Regions from separate parts of the Pan troglodytes genome. Here region 2 is linked to region 1. A link is a contact called in public Hi-C data. All regions are on one chromosome and are shown on one strand. Each heading gives the region's core, a stretch centred on a gene start, on an enhancer-like site or on the middle of the called end of the contact. The rest is flanking DNA. Distances are from core to core; before and after follow the strand shown.

Region 1 (3,350 bases), core at 105-2,604:
ATAGTTCTGAGCCACTTTCCACAATTTTAAGAACAGATAAAAATAAATAGCTAATTATAATAAAATGAAGAATTTAGAGGAGCTGTGCAGATTAATTTCCCTCATAAGGAACACGAATATGAGGCACATGATTGATGAAAGGGACATTTCTCCTGGGTCTTAAAACTAATTGACTACCTACATAAACACTAGCCTTGATGAGTTTAGTCAGAAAACTATAACATATTTTTCAATAGGTGATCTTCCAATGAATAGATAAACTTTTGCATGCCTTCTTAAGATGGTAAAATTAGTTCCCTGGTATATACACTGGACTCACCTTCTGCATTGCATCACCTCTCTGAGATTTGCCCAATTTGGGGTCCAAAGTGCAAATGACCTCAGTCACCTCCCAGAACAAAGGACTCAACAACTTGGCATCCCTCTGAAACACAGAGTGAGGAGCCAGTGAGTGAAGCCATTGTGTGAAGCAGGTCCTCAAAGACTAATTCAATTTGAAGAAAGAAAATTAAAAACAGGATAGAGTGTTACATGAATGGGATCAACCTTAAGATCCTTCTTCATAAGCCAAATCTCACTGTTTTTAGTGTGTTCTCCACATTAATTCATGTAGCAGTGGCAACGTGCAGTTTGCAGTCTGAGGGAAGAGATGAGGGCGGACCCTGGCTGACATGTTGCCATAGAGATGACATTTGAGCTTCTTTGGAGTGGCGAATCTGATTAGTCAGTTCAGCGTTTCCCCTCATTTCACTTCATTACACAGGAAAAGAAACTCCTAAAAAGACTGTTTCATGTGTATTTGTATTTGATTAAAATATAAATATTTTTCCTGCCAATTCATGGAGGGAAATGGCAGGACAGTCAAAAGCTCAGCAGTATCATCTCAGCTAAGAGCTTACACAAAAATCCGTTTGCCCTGATGCCACAATGAATTGAAACATGAAACCAACAAGTCGAAACAAACAGCATACTTCATGCTAGAGTAGTCGTCACTCAATTATCCTTGCCTCCTTCTGTCCAGGCGGTATGAAGCCTCAGTGCAGGATTCAAAGTCTCCAGATATTTGCCTTGATTTGTTGGCCAGCTTTAGTTAATCTTTTTATTGAAAAGAACAGGAGTGGGAAAAGAAAATGAGGGAGTTAAACGTAATCTTCGTTTGCTTAGAAATGTGTTTGTTGATGGCCAAGCCAAATTGAAGGTATTTTTCAGTTCTTGTGTGCTTCTTTGAAGAAAAGAAAGAAAAAAATGGGTCCCAGTGGAAATGGGAAATGCTTTCTCATAGAAGGAGCTTTGCCGTCTCTGTGTTTCCGAGGGCATACAACAGTCTCAAGGCACAGAGGAAAGAGTGAGGACAGAGCTTGCTTCTCCCATGTCTCCCATCTAATGCCTTTGTTTGGTGGCCCTGATTGAATAACACGTATTAGTAAACAGCCAGTAGATGGCACTATATGGTTTACTGCCACATAGCCTACTGGGCTTTTTTTTGTTGTTGTTTGGGGTTTTTTTGTTTTGTTTTTTGTTTTGTTTTAAGGCGGTAGGATAAAGAGGGTTTAGCTCTTATTTTCAGCTTACTAGCCTAAGAGCTATCTGACTATCAATTCTGGCTGTTATAAAGTGCCATCATGGGTTATTTGGATACATTTTCTAAATAGGCAGAGCAGGAAAGAAAAAAGTAAAGTAATATATCTCTTTTAACAATTGCATGTCATGATATTGTGTAGCATAGTCTTGGTATCATTTTCAAGTTTTTGTAAACGATAGAAAATTAGACAAAAAAAGTAGATTCCACACTTTCATGTCCCCTCCTACATGTGTGCACACCCATTCACACATCACTGTTGGACAGTTCTCAGAAGTTTGTTGTCTCCATATACTTTGTTTTGTGGCACCCCATTACTCATTTGCTCAAACAGAAAAGGAATTCATGGAGGTTTGGAGCCGTTGTTATATAAAAACTGGCAAATATGGTGGAATATACCCTAAGAAACTAACAGAAGGGGAAGAATATATAAATAACCCTGCCGGAAATGTCCTCCAAAGTTTATGCCCTGGATGGAGAGTTAACACTGCCCCCAAGGACCAGTCCTGGCCATTTCACCACTGGGGAAAGTGTTCTTTCTCTAAAAGTGAGGAGGAGAGTGAGGGTCCTTTCAGAACTAATATTCTTGTATTCTGTTGAATGGTAACTGAGCCCCCATTGTCTTATCTGCCCAGAGCCATAAAGTCCTTTGTCCTAGAGGTAAATGAGGCATGCAGAGTTGGCTCCAGAAATCATGTGACTTTGGAACCAGTGACACAAGATGATAAGATAGGGACTGATTCTATATCCTCAGCATCCTACTGCACATTGAAAGTGACACGCCCTTCTGACACATCACCTTTGTTTAATGAGAACATTATTTCTTGATTGCCAAAAGACAAATTTAGCTGTTATTCATAATTTTTTAAATGTCTAAGACTGGCATTCTTATTTTCTTGTTCTTTTTTTTTATTTAGAAAGGGCTATTTACAGTTATATAGCCTTTAAATCTACATTAATTTATTATGATTATAAAATCAAGATTTTCCTCAAGCTTTTAAGTTCAACTTAAAAAAAGTTTTATTTTTCTGCTTATATTAATAATACCAGTATCTTTTATATATAATAAAAACAACTCGTTTCACAGAGGGTTTTGATTAGAGTTAAATTTGAACTGAACAATTTAAATTCAAACAATTGCTCTCATTTATAAACTTAATTAGCAAAAATTCTTTATACATGTTAGTGTACATTTATAAAGTCAATATATTCAGTTTTCTGTTTAACCATTCAAGTATCTATCTAGCTGGGCAAACGTACAACCCACACAAGCAAATTCTTTCTAGAAACGTAAACAACTTTTATAAATCTAATAAATACATTGATTTATTCAATAAATATGTATACTTAATTTCATTACTATTTAAACATTAAATATTTCAATTTATTACCATTAAAACTCTTAAATATTTAGATTTTGCCATTTAAACTTTTAAGTCTTCTAGCTTATTAAATGTTTTAAATATTCATACTTATTGAGAGAATTGAAAGGTCACTTAAAGAGTCCAGTATTATTCACCAAACAGTAAAATCCTGTTATATTTTTCAACTTACAATCACAAGCCTAAAATCAATTTCACATTTAAAATTGAAATCAAGGCCAGGCGCAGTGGCTCATGCCTGTCATCCCAGCACTTTGGGAGGCCGAGGCGGGTGGATCACGAGGTCACGAGATCGAGACCGTCCTGGCTAACATAGTGAAACCCCGTCTCTACTAAAAATACAAAAAATTAGCTGGGCGTGGTGGCGGGCACCTTTAGTCCCAGCTACT
Region 2 (3,106 bases), core at 290-2,789, 330 kb before region 1:
TATATCTCTATTTTGTTATGAGTGTTTTACAAAATCAGCAAGTAATTTAGTGAATGGGTTTTCATAGAAGATGATAAAGGGGCAGAGTTTCCCCTCTAGGTCAATGTAAACTGAGCCAGCACAAGCAGAGAGAGGAGTCCAGAGGCAGAAGTGACCATAGGAGCCTAAGTCCCTGAGGAGTAACATGTAACTCAGGGAAACTTGATATTCCATGGACCATGGACTGGGAGATTCAAGTGAATAAGACCTTGGGGTCCAGGAGATGGGGAGGCCAGGCCTAACTGAGGCTTATACTTTAAGGGTGAATTTATTAAACAAATATTATACAAAATACGATGAGCTGATAATAAAACATTCTTTGTTCTTAAATTTATATATGTGTGCTTGTGTGTACTAATACTGAGGCCCTTAAACCACTAAGATTTAGGATTCTTAAACAAAACAGATTAGGTAAAGTTTGCCTTCCAAAGCCAAGGGGAGAGGGGTGGCCAGGGAAGGAGAATGTTCTGGCTGGAAAGGAGACAAATTCTGAGTAAAGGAAGCTGAAGGACAAACACTTCTACTCAGGATTTAGCATTGGCAGGACTGTTTGGTGTGTAGGAATTTAGAACTGGGTCAGTATTATTTAAAGGACTACAAACCTGGTCTTAAATTTAAAAGGGGTGTGGGGGTGGAGCATGGCAGGTGGTGAACCAAAGGAATTTACTATGATCTGAAAAATAAGCTTAAGTACTAACTCCACTGTGGGCAGGGAGGCAAGAACCTTCCCTTTTTTGAGTTGAAGATAAGCCTCTTCAGTCTGAACTTTACTAAATTCCACTTCTTCCTTTTCTATAAAACAAGGTGAAGTACTTTATGCTAGCTATCAAAAATCATTGACTGCATGTTGCATGAATTTATGAACTTATTATGCTAGAAAAGTGTTCCTTGGCTACTTCATATGTATATAAGCTTTCTCCCTCAACACAGTTTCTGCTTTTTATTTTTGGAATCTCACATAGCCTATATCTTGTTTTCAGAGTAGATACTATCACTGTGGGTGGCTGAGTTCTCATCTATATGCAACCAAGGCTAACTGGCTCTCTAGGTTACCTTGATGCCACCCACTGAGAGTCCTTTCTGGATTTAGTGATTTAGTGCTGCTTATTTTCACCTTCTCTCAGGATGGAGCCTCAGAATAGAGACCAGGTTGAAAATCAGTCTTTTACTTAGAACCATGAAAGCAGATACTACATCTTATCCGTCTATGACCTGGTGACCTAGAAGCCATTAATTTGACATTACCAACATACCTCCACACAAAGACTTTATAATCTTCAGTGTGAGAATTAAACAAACAAACAAAAACTTAAAACAACTTTGGAGAGGAGAACGATAACCTAAATTTTAAGCATAAGAAAATCCCTAACAAAAAGATCCAACTAATTGCCACTGGGGGGCGATGGAAGTTCATGAACTGCTCTGCTAATCCCTGAGGCAACTGAGCACTTTAGTTGGTTTATTTATTCAAAGCTGGAATTTGGACGTGTGAACCATCAAGCTCAGGGAAATTCCTGGATGAGGAACACAGTCCTGGGAGAAACCTACCAAAGATGGAATTAGCACCTTGGCGAACCACCTTCAGCGCAAAGAACTTTCTTTCCTTGTGTGTCTTAAGAATTTACTTCAGTTCCCTTCTGTCTGAAGCAGAGGAAGCCAAGTTAAACTGTGAATAAGCACGACAACAAAGAAGAGTTCTTATTTATCACTACCTGCAAACACATGTAAGTGCACAGTTTAAACAGCATTCAGACATCTCACAGCCACTAGGATCAGAGTTTTGGTGTGAGTAGGCCTCAGTTGGTAACTTTCCTGAGGAAAGGAGGGAGGTTATAGAATTTATGTTAGGAAATTCTGAGTCATAGATAACACTTTAAGTGACAGTTAAGGAATCTAGTAAGAGGGAGTTTGGACAGGTTTAGAAAAGTACCCTATGGAAACAAAGGAGAAAAAAAAAGTATCTTCACTGCAAGAGTAATATTGCAGCCACTTGGTGGCGTGTTGTGGGCTTTATTTCTCCTTCCAGATTCCCTCGGTGGTGTCTGGAACCACTGGTAGGATAGGGATCCTGGCACCAGACTTTGGCCAGCCCAGTCATCAGGCAATATCAATGTTAGGGGTCCCGTTGCTACTTCTACTTGGTCTTTTTTCCCTTCCCAAGATTGCCAATAAAGTGTCATCAGCAGCCGGGTGTGGTGGCTCATGCCCGCAATCCCAGCACTTTGGGAGGCTGAGGTGGGCAGATCACTTGAGGTCAGGAGTTCAAGATCAGCCTGGGAAAAATGGTGAAACCCCATCTCTACTAAAAAAAAAAAAAAAAAAAAAAAAAAAATTAGCCAGGCGTGGTGGCATGCACCTGTAATCCCAGCTACTCGGGAGGCTGAGGTAGGAGACTCACTTGAACCCAGGAGGTGGAGGTTGCAGTGAGCTGAGATAGCACCTCTGTACTCCAGCCTGGGTGACAGAGCAAGACTCCATCTCAAAAAAAAAAGTGTCATCAGCACAAGAATTTGTCCTGCTTCCACTCCAGGAAGGGCCAAAGGAGACAAAGAGATATGGAACTTAAAAAGCAAGTCTAGAATGCACTTTTGTGCATAAGACATAAATATATCCATGAAATCATGTTGCATCCCCTGTGTAACAGGCTCTCCATTTCAAAAGCCCTCCAACTTGGCATAGGGATGACCTAAGGGCTCTAAGATTGCAGCTAGGATAAGGACCCATGGATCCCAACGCTCAGTGCCCTATGTCCTCTGGAAGTTGCTGACACATGTTTCTGAGGGACACTCAGAAAACCTGGAAGCATGTTATATTAGTGAGGACATTTTGGATTTTGAGTGAGAAGTCCAGCTTGAGTTAACTTAAGCAGAAAAAGAAATTTTGGGATCACACTCTTAGGAAGTCCGGGGTGGGTAAAGCCTCAGGAAGGGCTGGATCCAGTCATTCTGCCTCTATCTCTTGGCCTGATGCCACTTAGTTTGAAGGCCTCTCTCCTAACTTCTTTAACATTTGGGGGAATTTGCTCTGACCGGGTCACATTCTTTCCCCTGAATCAATTACTGTGTAT

Evidence for each region. Hi-C and Micro-C count contacts between places; a contact is called where the count stands out from the background.
Region 2: a Hi-C map of stem cell-derived neural progenitor cells shows a contact between it and region 1, with 3 times the contacts expected there. The contact joins two enhancer-like sites. A contact is called at or near these places in 1 of 7 Hi-C or Micro-C datasets (stem cell-derived neural progenitor cells) and 1 of 1 other capture datasets (stem cell-derived neural stem cells).

The regions. Positions count from the first base shown.
Region 1 is chrX:11,358,220-11,361,569 of NHGRI_mPanTro3-v2.0_pri, reverse strand. The region is part of intron 3 of MID1 (midline 1); the gene reads left to right. Among named protein-coding and RNA genes, the nearest start is that of MID1, 340 kb to the left of the region's middle. Within about 2 kb of position 1,354, at least 7 of the 24 cell types and tissues checked have an H3K27ac peak or open chromatin away from gene starts, as enhancers often do. A contact at or near this core is called in stem cell-derived neural progenitor cells, where this site is marked.
Region 2 is chrX:11,688,499-11,691,604 of NHGRI_mPanTro3-v2.0_pri, reverse strand. The region is part of intron 2 of MID1 (midline 1); the gene reads left to right. Among named protein-coding and RNA genes, the nearest start is that of MID1, 10 kb to the left of the region's middle. Within about 2 kb of position 1,539, at least 4 of the 24 cell types and tissues checked have an H3K27ac peak or open chromatin away from gene starts, as enhancers often do. A contact at or near this core is called in stem cell-derived neural progenitor cells, where this site is marked.